Linked DNA regions of Mus musculus: all the other regions are linked to region 1. The links are chromatin contacts, called in public Hi-C and promoter capture Hi-C maps. All regions are on one chromosome and are shown on one strand. The core of a region is the stretch at or near the end of the contact, and the rest is flanking DNA. Distances in the headings are between cores, read along the strand shown. Region 1 holds the start of Wapl (WAPL cohesin release factor). Region 2 overlaps Shld2 (shieldin complex subunit 2). Region 3 holds the start of Sncg (synuclein, gamma).

What was found. Promoter capture Hi-C pulls out the DNA fragments that hold promoters and counts their contacts. Hi-C and Micro-C count contacts between places; a contact is called where the count stands out from the background.
Region 2: a contact with region 1 is called in a promoter capture Hi-C map of the HPC-7 cell line. The contact joins the enhancer-like site here to the promoter of Wapl in region 1. A contact is called at or near these places in 4 of 39 promoter capture datasets (the HPC-7 cell line, cranial neural crest, frontonasal cranial neural crest and 1 more), 3 of 484 Hi-C or Micro-C datasets (muscle stem cells, olfactory sensory neurons and uterus), 3 of 115 datasets of contacts at active chromatin or transcription factors (bone marrow-derived macrophages, embryonic stem cells and microglia) and 2 of 9 other capture datasets (adipose tissue and liver).
Region 3: a contact with region 1 is called in a Hi-C map of muscle stem cells, with 1.7 times the contacts expected there. The contact joins the promoter of Sncg here to the promoter of Wapl in region 1. A contact is called at or near these places in 4 of 39 promoter capture datasets (the 3T3-L1 cell line, cranial neural crest and liver), 3 of 484 Hi-C or Micro-C datasets (embryonic stem cells and muscle stem cells) and 4 of 115 datasets of contacts at active chromatin or transcription factors (embryonic stem cells and pancreatic cancer cells).

The regions. Positions count from the first base shown.
Region 1 is chr14:34,671,821-34,676,016 of GRCm38.p6, forward strand. It overlaps Wapl (WAPL cohesin release factor), which reads left to right and starts at 2,108. Exons shown (of 19, transcript NM_001004436.4): 1 at 2,108-2,540. 5830448L01Rik (RIKEN cDNA 5830448L01 gene) reads right to left here and starts at 2,848. Exons shown (of 1, transcript NR_165636.1): 1 at 1,151-2,848.
Region 2 is chr14:34,294,932-34,299,127 of GRCm38.p6, forward strand. All of the region lies in intron 2 of Shld2 (shieldin complex subunit 2), which reads right to left. Among named protein-coding and RNA genes, the nearest start is that of Shld2, 13 kb to the right of the region's middle. Within about 2 kb of position 2,405, at least 121 of the 459 cell types and tissues checked have an H3K27ac peak or open chromatin away from gene starts, as enhancers often do. A contact at or near this core is called in the HPC-7 cell line, adipose tissue, bone marrow-derived macrophages and 6 more, where this site is marked.
Region 3 is chr14:34,372,344-34,376,539 of GRCm38.p6, forward strand. Sncg (synuclein, gamma) reads right to left here and starts at 2,326. Exons shown (of 5, transcript NM_011430.3): 1 at 2,117-2,326; 2 at 1,328-1,369; 3 at 913-1,040. The coding sequence starts at 2,237. It overlaps Mmrn2 (multimerin 2), which reads left to right and starts at 3,161. Exons shown (of 7, transcript NM_153127.3): 1 at 3,161-3,435. The coding sequence starts at 3,272.

The DNA of each region.
Region 1 (4,196 bases), core at 858-3,357:
GGGAATTATCCCTTCCCAGCAAGGTCAAGGGTTATGCTTAGATACTGACATCGGGTCATTCTTTCAGTAGTAGGAATTTAGACACAACTAAGTTCTATCACTTAAGATAAGGACCCTATAAAGGGTGCCAAAGACTGTTTCTTTAATTAACCTTTCCACTTTTGCTTCACTCAGCTTCAAAACCCACTAAGTGCAGAATACTAGCAGGGCTAGGCCAGAGGATATTTCTCTTGGTTTTGGAACCTCCTCCAGGAAGATCTTGCAACTACCCCTCTCTACCTCTTTTGGCTTTTTGATCTTACCTTTTCCCTCTGATGATAATTACCCTCTAATTAGCACCCACCACCATGTCATCTAAATAATTAACCTAAGTGCAGACTGCACCTCTGCCTGCCATCTTCAAACAAATGATAAAACAATATCCTAAGCTGCTGATTAAAAAGACAAAATTGGCCCAAATAGGTCATATATGTATACCATATATAGTGCAAGACTGGTTCCTTAGCATAAGTTAAGAGGCGATGGCCTGCTGTGAAGTCAGTCAGGCTGATACTGGGGAAACTGCAAATGCAAGAATGTAAGTTATGAACTTAGGATCAAAAGGAAAACAATTCAAGTGTTGAAAATCCACCTTAAATTCCTATTGGGAAGTGCTCATGTTTTTTATTTTTAAGAGGGTGGCAGAAGGGAGTGCCAAGGGCATCTAACCAAGGGCATGCTGGAGAAAAACTCTACTATTAACTTATCCTCTCAGTCAGAAGTTTTTATTTTTCCTTTTTAGCTTTGTTGGAAAAATCCATTGACTACAGTGGAGGGAGCTTGAAATTTGAGGAGTCTTTAAAAGCAAATCTGGCAGAAGAGGTTGTCTTTTCACTAAAAGCAATTAGTAGTTTTCTAATTTCTCAGATGAGTCTCCATTAGCTGCAAGGCCAATGACTGACCACTCACTTCTCCTAAGGGAAACTGTTTTAGAAAGCTATTTTCTCATTGAAGGTTTAAAATAAAACCTCTCCAAGTTTCTCAACCAGGTGATTCACTGACATGAAAAAAAGTCTCTGCAGAAGAAAACTTAAAAATACTCCGTCCATCATTCACTACCTTCTTGTCCGGGACTAGTTAGTTGAAAACCCAAACCAAAACAAACAATCCGTCCCCCCCAAACCAAAACTTTATTATGAACAATTTGAGACATAAATACTGGTATGATAGCATATGTGTACATATCCCACAGCTCCAACATCGAAGGACATCCTCAGTTAATTTATTCCCTTCTTTCCCAGTTTCCAGAGGCTTAGTCTAAAACAAAATAAACGTATTGGATCATTTTACCTATCAACACTTTAGTGTGTGTGTGTGTGTGTGTGTGTGTTTTAAATTTAAAGCCACATTACCGTAAGCACGTTCGATAAGGATGACGATAATTCCTTAGTAACATAAAATACTCGGGGAGCGGGGGTGGGGTGGGGGTGTGGGGTGTCATTGCTAACAGGTAGGGGACAGAACTCCGTAGTGGGGACTGAACAAGAAAGGAGAGAGAGGATGAAGTGGCCGGCTGAAGCGGATCCCGGCTGCGAGGAGACCAGCACCCGACTGCTCCAGGTTTCGCTGCTCGTTTACCTGCGTTGGCTCTCTCGCACCGTCAGACCAGGTCAAAGGCGGCCCCAAGTTCCCCGCCTCCAAGGTCCGGGCGGTGGCCCAGCAGGCTCGGCGCAGCTGCACAAGTCTCTGTCCCTAGACACCGGAGGGTCCCTGGAGGGGAAACGATTGACACAGCTGCCTGCACTGTGCCGCGAGCCTTCCCGCGCTGCACCTGCGTCTCGTCGCGTGGCTAGGAACTGGGACTGGCTCCGGAGTCGGTGAAGTCCAGCAGGCCCTTAGCCAGAACCTATACCGTTCGCCAGCTCCGGAACCGGGCTTTAGACACCAGGACCTTGCGGAAGAGAGAACTACAACTCCCGTCGGGCCACGCGGTCCGACCAATGGTGGTAGCCGGCGCGTGCGGGGCGCGGCGCCTGCGCGGCGGTTTGAGTAAGAGGCCGTACGATTGGCTGCGGAGTCGGGCGGCCGCGCGGGGCCTGTGGGAAGCGGAGTGACGGAGCGAGCGGCTGTTGGAGGAAGGAGGTGGGGGGCCGGGAGCGCAAATGGCGTTGAGATGGTTCAGGGCCCTGTTCAAACTCCAGCGCTGACCATTCACCGGCGGAGGCGGCGGCGCAGAAGGCGGCGGCGGCCCAGCGGGGGCACGTAGCGGGCTCGGCACCGGCGGCGGCCGCCAGGGAGGCCTAGGCCCTGTCCGGCCGGCGCGCCTGAGGTGGGGAGGGAAGTTGCGGGGCCGCCGCTCACCCCCCACCCCCCCTGTCGCCCGAGCTTCCTATTTACCGAAGCGGAGCCGCGGACTGTGACGGCAGCAGAGCCCCTCGCCCCTCTCGGTGGCACCGGTCGGCACTGGTCTCTCGCGCGGGGCTCCCGCGCCCGCCCGCGGGCCGTTGGGAGCCGGAGAGGCGGAGGCGGCCCGAGGCCAAAGCACCCGCCAGGCGCCGAGGGTAAGTGAGGTCTCGGGCGGCTGCCTAGGCCCGGAGTGAGTTGGGGCGGGTGGAGGCGGCAGGGGCGGCGCGAGGCTCGTTGCTCACCTGGCTTCTAAGGAAGTTGGGCACCGGAGGATCGCAAGAAACTCTTTCCCTTCCCACCTCTTAATTTTGCCTTTTGAGTTCTTCTCCGGCTACTTGATTTGACTTCTCTTTTCCAAACCCGGTCCGGTTGATTTGAGTCCCGAATTCTTTTTCCCCGTCGTCTCCTCCGCCTCTAGCCGTCACCGAGAGGCCTTGCTTCGGGGACTCGGTAGCAGAAGCTTCCGGGGCGTCCGAAGCGACATCCCTTTCCTAGGCTGTGGGGGTTGGGAGGAGAAAAGTTGCGTGAGTGTCCAGCCCGAGGGGTGTCTCGGCTCCAGCCTCCGGGCGCACTCGCAGCCTCAGGTGAGGGTTTCTGTTTGCCCATTCCACTCTCCTCTCTTTATTGAAGCCCCCCTAATGCATTACCTTGGGTGTCTTTCCTGGAAGTGGCTAGGTTTCTTTACAGCTTCAGTGTAAGGAGGTTGGTTGGTTGTTTTGTATACCCTTTCCCTAATTTAAATCGCAGTGCACTTCCATCAAAAGTCAGCTGGGCTTTGGGATGAAGCGAAGGCCTCCCAAATCGAAAACAATCAGTTGTGAACCTTCTTTTCCTTTTTAGTTAGGACTGTTGGTGAAATTTGAAGCCAGAACAAGATAGTGTGTCTGAAATGTGCGTAAAACGTCATGCCAAATATATATGCTGAATTTGTACATATGTTAAGCTTAGATAATGCCATCGCAGTAGTCTGCTGACTTTTTAAAATGGACGTTATGGAAAACAGTAAAAGCAATCACGTAACTCTTGTACTCATATCTCCTGGATTCTGTACATAATAACTCAACCATATTTTCTAATCAGTACGCTCCCCATTCCTTAATATTAAAAAAATCACTGATATTTCATCAATATTTAATGATGTTAATACATCAGCGAATATTTCTGAGACGTGATCTTTTAAAAATACAGTTGTCTTATTACTTAGCTCAGTATCATATATTCATTTGCAGATCTTAATCTTGCACAGTGAATGCTTTACTGTTTTTTACGGTGAGTTTTTCAGATGTCATAAAGAAGATCAAGTCTAGATTTTTTTTTTTTTTTGGCTTTAGTCAGCATTTTTAGATGATTGCCATGTATGTGTGCCCAAAACATTCCAACTTTGTTGGAATGTATATATGTGTGTAGGTCTGCGTGTCTGTAGTCAGCTTAAAGAAATGACTTTTCTTGCCTTTGGCAGCTGCCCAATTACACTTGGTTTTGTTTAATAGGCTATACTTAACAAGAAAGACAATGAAGCTTGTTAGTGTTCAGAACTACAAAATGGAAACTCTCTGAGGAAAGCTAAAATTTCTTTTAGCACAGATGTGTACGATGACTAAATTATTATTTTATCTGATCAGAGTTGTTTTCCTTTCAAACATTAGGGTGGTGGTGAGTTGTCTTCTGAATATTTGCTGAACTAAATTGGATAGTGATTCGTTAAGTTATAAGAACTTAATAGAAATACTAAAAGTGTAGCTCAAAAATATTTGAAAATATAAGTTAAATATTATTCTTATTGTAAGTTTCCAAGTAATGAAGATTTTCCA
Region 2 (4,196 bases), core at 1,155-3,654, 380 kb before region 1:
TATGGTTACGTTACACGACATTATTTTAGACAAAGAAGTAAGTTGTGAGAATGAAGTAACTCTTCTAAGATTACAGAACTACTAGAAAAAGCTTCAAACTCTGATGCAAATTACTAAATGGGTATTATTTTCTTAACCTGCCATAAAATTAAAGAAAAATAACGAAGAAGATGAGGTAGACCATCTCAAGGACCCCCAACACGAAAAGTTTATGACTGAAATAATCTTAGAACAGAAAGGGCGAAGAGAAACACCAATTTGGATTAAAAATGCTTTTAGGAACTAGAAAGATGGATCAGCAGATAAAGTACTTACTAATCTTGTACAGGACCCAGGTTTGCTTCCCAGTACCTTCCCAGCACCCACATAGTGTAACTCCAGTTCACAATACTACACTTATATGCATGCAGGCAGGCAAGCACTCATACACATAAAATAAAAATAAATCTTTGGTTTTTGATTTTTTGTTTTTGTTTTTTCGAGACAGGGTTTCTCTGTGTAGCCCTGGCTGTCCTGGGACTCACTCTATAGACCTGGCTGGCCTCGAACTCAGAAATTCGCCTGCCTCTGCCCCCTGAGTGCTGGGATTAAAGGTGTCCGCCACCATGCCCGGCAATCTTTGTGTTTTAGTATTAAAAAAATCTTGGGGGCTGGTGAGATGGCTCAGCGGTTAAGAGAACCGACTGCTCAAAGATCCTGAGTTCAAATCCCAGCAACCACATGGTGGCTCACAACCATCTGTAACAAAATCTGATGCTCTCTTCTGGAGTGTCTGAAGACAGCTATAGTGTACTTACATATAATAAATAAATAAATAAATAAATAAATAAATAAATATTTTTTTAAAAAACTTGAAAAGTGCTAATGTGAAACATCTGTAAGGTTATGGTAAGATTTGAGTTTGAGGCTAGCCTAGCCTACATAGCAAGATCTTGCTTGTCTCAAAAAAACAAACAAACAAAAAAAAAAAAAACACACCCAAAAAGCAGGCACTAAGGATGTAGCGGAGACTGCTTGAGTAGGTGCACAGGTCTCTGAACTCAGTCCCCAAGACCACATAAAGTGGTCATGGCAGCTAGCAGGTAACTACTACTGGGTGAAAGCAGGAAGATCAGACCACTAGGGTCACTCCATCATTCAGAGAGAGTTCCAGGCCTGCCTGGAATACACCCTGTCTCAAAAACAAAGACCTACCACAACTTAGGAGGAAAGTCATTGTGAATAAGAACACAAAATAGGTACAATTAGAAAAAGTAACAAGTAAATACAGTTTTTAACACCACAAATAGAAAACCCAATTCTAAAGTCTAATGATACAATGTATGAAGAAGCCATGATGAAACTCATTACTTTGGATGCTAACTTAAAAACCAAGTTCTACCCCAAAACATCATTATTTAAAAGACTGCAATCACTACTGTAGATTGACCCAGGCAACATTCCTGGAACCCATTCAGGGACGACTGACTTTTGAGTAAGTTTTGAAAAATAACGACGCCTACATCCAAACAACTTTGAGAAACCAGGGGGTTTAATATTAAAGCTGTTTGCTCACTGTGAACAGGAAACTGGGCTTGAGAGTGAGCATCCAGCTACCCTGGGTTTCAGTTCCGGCTCAGCTTGACCTCGAGAGTATAGGAACTAGCTTGCAGTAGAACTAGGAGGAACACCCTTTTTAAAAGGCCTTGATAAGATGATTTGTAATACCATTTCCCAGCATCTTTATCAACCTGGAAGACGCTGATATTCACTGTGAATTGCTAAGGTGGTGGAGGTAGGGTGCTGGAATATGTATCCGATTTCCCAAACTAATTTGATAATGGAATCTTTTTTATAGGACAACCTTCAAGAAAACTAATTAATGTGTTTTAAAATAAACAAATAAACAAGCACTTAGAAGGCTAACAGCAGAGCTAGGGACTACAGGCACCCCTGGGTGCAATTTATTTCAAACTGAAACACTTCATCACTGGAAAGAGCTCTTAAAAATCAGTAAGTAGTGGTACATGCCTTTAATAGCAGCACTTGGGAGCAGAAACAACAACAAAACCACAAAAAAACAAAAGAACAAACAAAACGAAACAATACAAAAAACTCAAAACTGTGAGTTAGAGGCCAGTCTAGTCTACATAGCTAGCTCCAGGTCAGCCAGAGCTACATTAATGAAACCCTGTCTTAAGATTTAAAAAAAAAAAAAAAAAAAAAATCAGGAAGTAAAGAAACTTACAGATTCAAATCAGGAAGTAGACAATTTCACACTCTGAGGAAATACCTAAAATGTACACTATTCCTAAGATTCCTCCTCAAGATAACACAGACAAGAGCTATTGCTGCAGAGAAGAGAGTCTTCCTGGGAGCTCCAGGGATGCTCCTTCCATGAGTCACACCCCACACACACCCCACCCGTCCCGGTGGGTTAGGGCTCTTCAGTGAAGCAGCGGCGGCCTGTGAGTCACCTGCAGTCCTCTAAGTATTTCCAGTAGATTCCAGTTCATCAGGCTGGATGCTGGTGGGATTATTGTTGTTATCTATTCAGATAAGTGGACATTTATTCTAAAAACAAAAACGAAAAGTTCTAGAATAGCTAGAGTGAGGTTGTCTCTCTCTTTTTTTTTTTAAGAAAGAAAAAGAAAAAGCACAACAACAAAAAGAACTCTTAAAAAAATACAAAAATGCCATCACTAAAATATCTAAAAAGGAGGGTGAGAGAGAAAGACTATAATCAGAATATATTATATTTAGAACAACTATTTAGTTCTTGCTTAGCATGCTTGAAGCCCTGGGTTCCATCCTCAACACCACATTAAGAAACATGTACCTGTACCCCAGCACTGGGAAGGAGAGGCAGGGAGTTCAGAAATTCAAGGTCACCCTCTGTTTACACTGCGAGCTGGAGGGCAGCCTGAGTTACTTGAGACCAGTCTCTAAAAAGGAAGCTGGAAGGCAGGAGGAGGAGGGATAGAGAGCTCAGAGGGTGAAAGCATTTGGAATTCAAATGGCGCAAGCAGACTTCAATCCCTGGATCCCACCAGGAAGGAGAGAAGGACTCCCTCCCAACTATCACCTTCTAACCTCCAAAGGCACACCTAGCTTGCACATTACTACACACACATATATATGCACAGACAAAAATAAAAAAGCAGATCATGAAGTGTGACAGTCCCAGCTATTTATTCCTACTGGGACTCCGTTTTGTTTTGTTTTTTTTTGTTTTTTTTTAATTAGGTATTTATTTCATTTACATTTCCAATGCTATCCCAAAAGTCCCCCACACACTCCCCCACCCACCCACTCCCACTTCTTGGCCCTGGCGTTCCCCTGTACTGGGGCATATAAAGTTTGCACAACCAATGGGCCTCTCTTCCCAGTGATGGCCGACTAGGCCATCTTCTGATACATATGCAGCTAGAGACAAGAGCTCCGGGGTACTGGTGAGTTCATAAGGTTGTTCCACCTATAGGGTTGCAGAGGGACTCCGTTTCTTTATAGCCCTTCTTCATGGGACGTCAGGCTTTGCTTAATGGGCCCCGAAGACTCACTGTTTTCTCACTCTTACTAAGAGTTATCTCTGTCCTCACGTCTCAGAGATGAGATCTCTGAAGTCAAAAAACTAAAAGCGCACCAACTGCTTCCATGGAAGCTTCCTCACCACTCAGAGCTGAGCTTTGCCAAGAATAAAACAGCTTTACAGTAGGGAGCTTTATGGCACACTAAGCAAAAGGCAAAGACGGCTAGGTATTAGCAAGCAGAGCTGGGGACACTGGCAGGTATATAGTTTCACAAAGCCCAGCATCTCCGTCTGTCAGCCTAAACACAGTTTCCACTAAATTAACTGACATGTTGATATCTAAGATTTTATTTTTCATCATATTTGCAATTCTCCAAAAACAACTCCCAACAATGCATTCCCTTTCCTGTTGAGGACCTGTGTAGTTCCTGTTCTACACCTTCCCTCCCCTCTTCCCTGACACACAACCTCCCAAGCTATGCCTCCTGACGGCCCTCTCCACTGTTCAACTGTAAACAAGATTCTGATTCTGAACTAACTTCATTCACTGACATGGCAAATTTTGTCGGAACCAAGTCTAAGCACAAACCACTCCCCCATTCAAATATGCAGCCCACAGAAAGCATTAAATGTTCACCACCTGCTTGTTACCCTCAAACAAAAACCACTTTCCGGACGCTTGTGTCAT
Region 3 (4,196 bases), core at 1,076-3,575, 300 kb before region 1:
CATAACAGGTCTTTGGAATTAGCTTCCTTCCCAACCTCCATTCTGGAATCCCCATTCATGCACAGTCCATACTCAGTCTTTCAAGGGTGTAGCTCAGAAACTGGCCACTCACGGAACCTACGTGCTGGCAGAGACCAGCCATGTGACCGTGGTGCATCATATCACCTAATCTCTCTAGGCCCTTCCTTCCATATCTGGTTTGGTGGAATTTGGGGCCCCATTAAATAGGTTAGTAAGTGTAAAAGACTTAAAGCAGAGCTTACTCTTTGGCAAGTGCGGAGACAGCTCCTACTTCTGGCATCTATCCCCAGAGAGCCTGATGCCCCTGTTTTATCCACTGCCTGCCACATGCGTACATACACATGCGCATCCATTCACACATGCATTCCACGCATATGCGTTCACACACATCTCTACCCTACCAATAATGCACATACAACCCACATGTTCACACAAAGACCTCAGCAGAGGGTGGAGTCGGAGCCCTGCCACTTGCCCACCACAAGTGGGCAGTGTTGCCATTACTGCTTCCTTGGGAGGTGGAAGCTAGACCCTGGGATGAGGGAGGGTTGGATAAAAGATAAAAGGTAGCTCTGGTGGTGGCTTTCAGCTTTAGCCTGTCACCATACACTGCCCTTGTGATATGTATTTCCTGCATGCCAAGGGGATGGGGCTGGCCATGGTCTGCATGTCGCTTTCCTTGTGCATAAAATGAATCCCAAGTCCCCACTCTTGGAGTGTGATGGGGATTCCTGATATGAACAGGTACAGAGATACCAAGTCGCCCCAGCACACAGTGGGTACTGTCTGTAAAGTTAAGCAGTGTCTAGTGCTATTTACCCGTGTGTTCACGAGGGCAGAATTGCCTCCTATTGCTGGGGAGCCTAGAAAAAGGACATGAACCAGGCTTACCTTGCGCACCACCCCGGTGGTGACCACGATGTTTTCAGCCTCCTCCACGGTCTTGTTGGCCACTGTGTTGACGCTGCTGACCACAGCTTCACTCACGGCATTGGCCTGCTCCTTGGTCTTCTCAGCCACTGCAGAGGATTCTGGTTGGACTCAGCCCTGGCCCCCTCCACTGCTGCCTACCCAAGCTGAGGAGAGCAACCCCTTCCCAGAGCCCAGATGCCTGATGCCTGACTTCTAGTTACTTCGATCCCTTTGTCTGACTCTAGGGCAGAACAATGTGATGGTCTATCTTCAGGGCATGTAGTGGTTTGGGTCACCAAGGGCTTAGGGCTCCAGTTGGTACAAAGAGGACTTCAGGTATGGACCCTGGATATAGGGCAGGATTTGTGGGGTCCCCAGTTCTGGGTCATCTTACCTGAGGTGACACTTTGTACCACGTTCTCCTTGGTTTTGGTGCCTATTGGAGGAAGAGGTGTACAAGCGGTCAGGGCAAACAGCTGGACACAATGTGGGGGCCAGGAGGGGATGAGGATGGCGTCTGGGGACAGTAGCCCCTTCAAAAGGCCATTTCCTGCTGTGTCTGAAGGACAGAGGACAGACGGGAAGGAGACAGGACAGGAAGAGGGGACAAAATAGACCAGGCCTGAGGTACTGTTACTGGTAGGGCTATGGCCCTTGCATGGGCGTGGCCCCGGCCTCAGAAGCAGCAGCTGAACAGGGCAGAGAAAGCTGAGTCACAGGATTAGCCACCCCTGTCCCCTCTTTAGAAAGAGCCCAGAATGCTGGGGGTGGGTTGAACACTAAATGGGACCCATTTTCACAGACTACCCTTCCCCTCTAAGCCAGGAGTGGCCTGGCTCAGATGCAGCAACTCCCATTGGAGAAAGCGGGGTCCACCTGAGCAGATCATTACCTCAGGGTCTCCAGGTTAGGAGACTCCAGGCATGTGTGTGCATGCTTTTGAGTGCCCACACGTAGGTGTGGCACTCCGGTCCTGTCCCACTCAGAGTCCCTTCCCCCAGAGTATCAAAGACAATTAGATACTACCATATTCTCCAGGGTGTGCGACCCTGCCTCAACAATCAGAATTTCATCTCAAAACGCTTTCTAGAAGCTGGGGGAATCTGCAGAGGGAGGCATCTGCCCTCCATTAGGGACCCCTCCACCCTGCCCCGCCCCGCCCCGCCCCACCTACCACACTCACCCACATACATAACCCCCTCCTTGGTCTTCTCAGCTGCCTCCGTTACTCCCTGCTTGGTCTTTTCTACAGCACCCACAACACCTTCCTTGGCAATGGAGAAGCCTTTCTTGAAGACGTCCATGGTGTTTGCAAGGATGGAACCTGGCTGCTGCAAGCTATGGACTGGAGTGCTGCCGCAGCCGCTGTCTCTGCTGCTACTGCCTCTTATTGACGCAGATGAAATATTGATGCTGTGGCTGCTGGCTGGAGCCCAGCCAGCCCGGGCCAGGGTGGGGGCAGGGAGGGCGGGCCAGAGAGAAGGCATGCCTCACGGGGATACCAGCGAGCAGGGCCCGGGCCCCTACTGGCTCTATTCTGCCCTGCTGACTCTTGTTGGCCCTGGGGGAGGGAGAGCGTGTTGGAGGCTGGACATATCCTAATCTATCATTACACCTCATTCATCCTTGGAAAGCCCTGGTGGTCTCGTGCCCTGGCTCTTATATGCAGAAGAAAAGTGCCTTGACTGATGATGCCTCAGTGTCCCAGGCTGGGCCGGGGTCAGGGCCAATCCAATGAATGGCCAACCTGCAGGCTGCCCTGTTATCCAGTTCCCCACTGTATCCTGGATGCTCTTGAGCCTGGAGCTCTAGCCAAACCTGTTGGAAGGCTGAGGCCAGAAACACCCAAAGCTGCTCCCCATGCCCTAGACTGGGCTGCCCGCTGTGTGATTCTAGCATAGTCCCTTTCCTTCTCTGAGTTCCCACCCACCTGCTAGTTCCCATAGCCCAAGGTGCCGAGCAGGTGTGATGTGCCCGTTCCCCACTTCCTGGCCAACAGTATGGGTGGCACCAGATCTCCTCCAGGCCCACGACAGAGTCCTGGAGAAATAAGTTTAATGGGGCCACCTTTATGTGTCTACCAAATCCCGTGTCCCTGATTCAAGTGCCCTCAGGACACAGGAATTGACCTGAGTGGTTGGAGGCCTCCAAGGGGGCCAGGCTGGAAGGGGCGGGGGCGGGGGCGGATGAGACTTGCCGGGTGGGCCGGACCAGGCCACTTCCTCCCTTTGTTGTCCTCGTGTTTTCTTTTCTTTCTGACATTTCGCTTGAAGACCACATCACCAGCAAATTTGAGAGTCACTTGTAAGGCTGAGCATCAGCACAGGAGCCCCTCACCATGATCCCGACACTGCTGCTGGGCTTTGGGGTGTACCTGAGCTGGGGACTGCTAGGGTCCTGGGCACAGGACCCCGGTACCAAGTTCTCCCATCTCAATAGGCCCGGCATGCCTGAAGGCTGGAGACTAGGGGCTGAGGATACCAGCAGAGACCCCATCAGACGGTAAGGAAATCCTGCCCTTGTCGGAGATCGGGAGATGATGTCTGAGCCCCAGATACACATCTGAGGAATGGGCTGATGTGTGGCTATCTCTATAGCTAAGGGATGCTAGTTTCCTGGATCTGGTACTCCAGGCCCCAGGCTGGGGATGGCAGGGTGATTCCTGCTTGACCTATAGCAGGGGCTTTGGGTGGGGCTGCAACAGGTAACACAGCTCCCACTAGTGGCATGGGACTCAGAGGGTTGGGTGTTCTAGATGATTCCAGGTGATGGGGCTATCGCTCCTGCTCTTCAAAGGAGCTCAGCTCTGAAACCTGAGCCTCTGTAAGGCTGGCCCAGCCTAAGCCCTAGGGGACAGCAGCTCACAGGGAAGGCATTTGGATCTAAGTGCCCAGAGTACCAGGCCAGGATTACTAAACAGAGCAAGGGTTCCTCAGTCCCCAGAGCTCATGGAGGCAGGGAATCCTAGAGCAATTTCACGAAGCCTCCTGCACGGACAGGGTGCAGTGAGACCCCAGGCAAGGTTTTCCGACATCGCCTTTATGCTTAGAGGTGCCAGGACTCTAGGTCTGTCCCTCAGGGTTTGGAGTCTCATGTCTCGACATGTTCAAGGTGGCACGCAGATGCCACTTCCTGGGATAGCCTCTGGGGCTCCACTTTTCAGGTATTCTCCCCATTCCTCTCCCCTAGCAGCCTGATTCACAGTGGCGGGGCCTGAGGCTCACAGTGCTTGAGTCATCTACCCTGGGTCACAGGCACAGAGA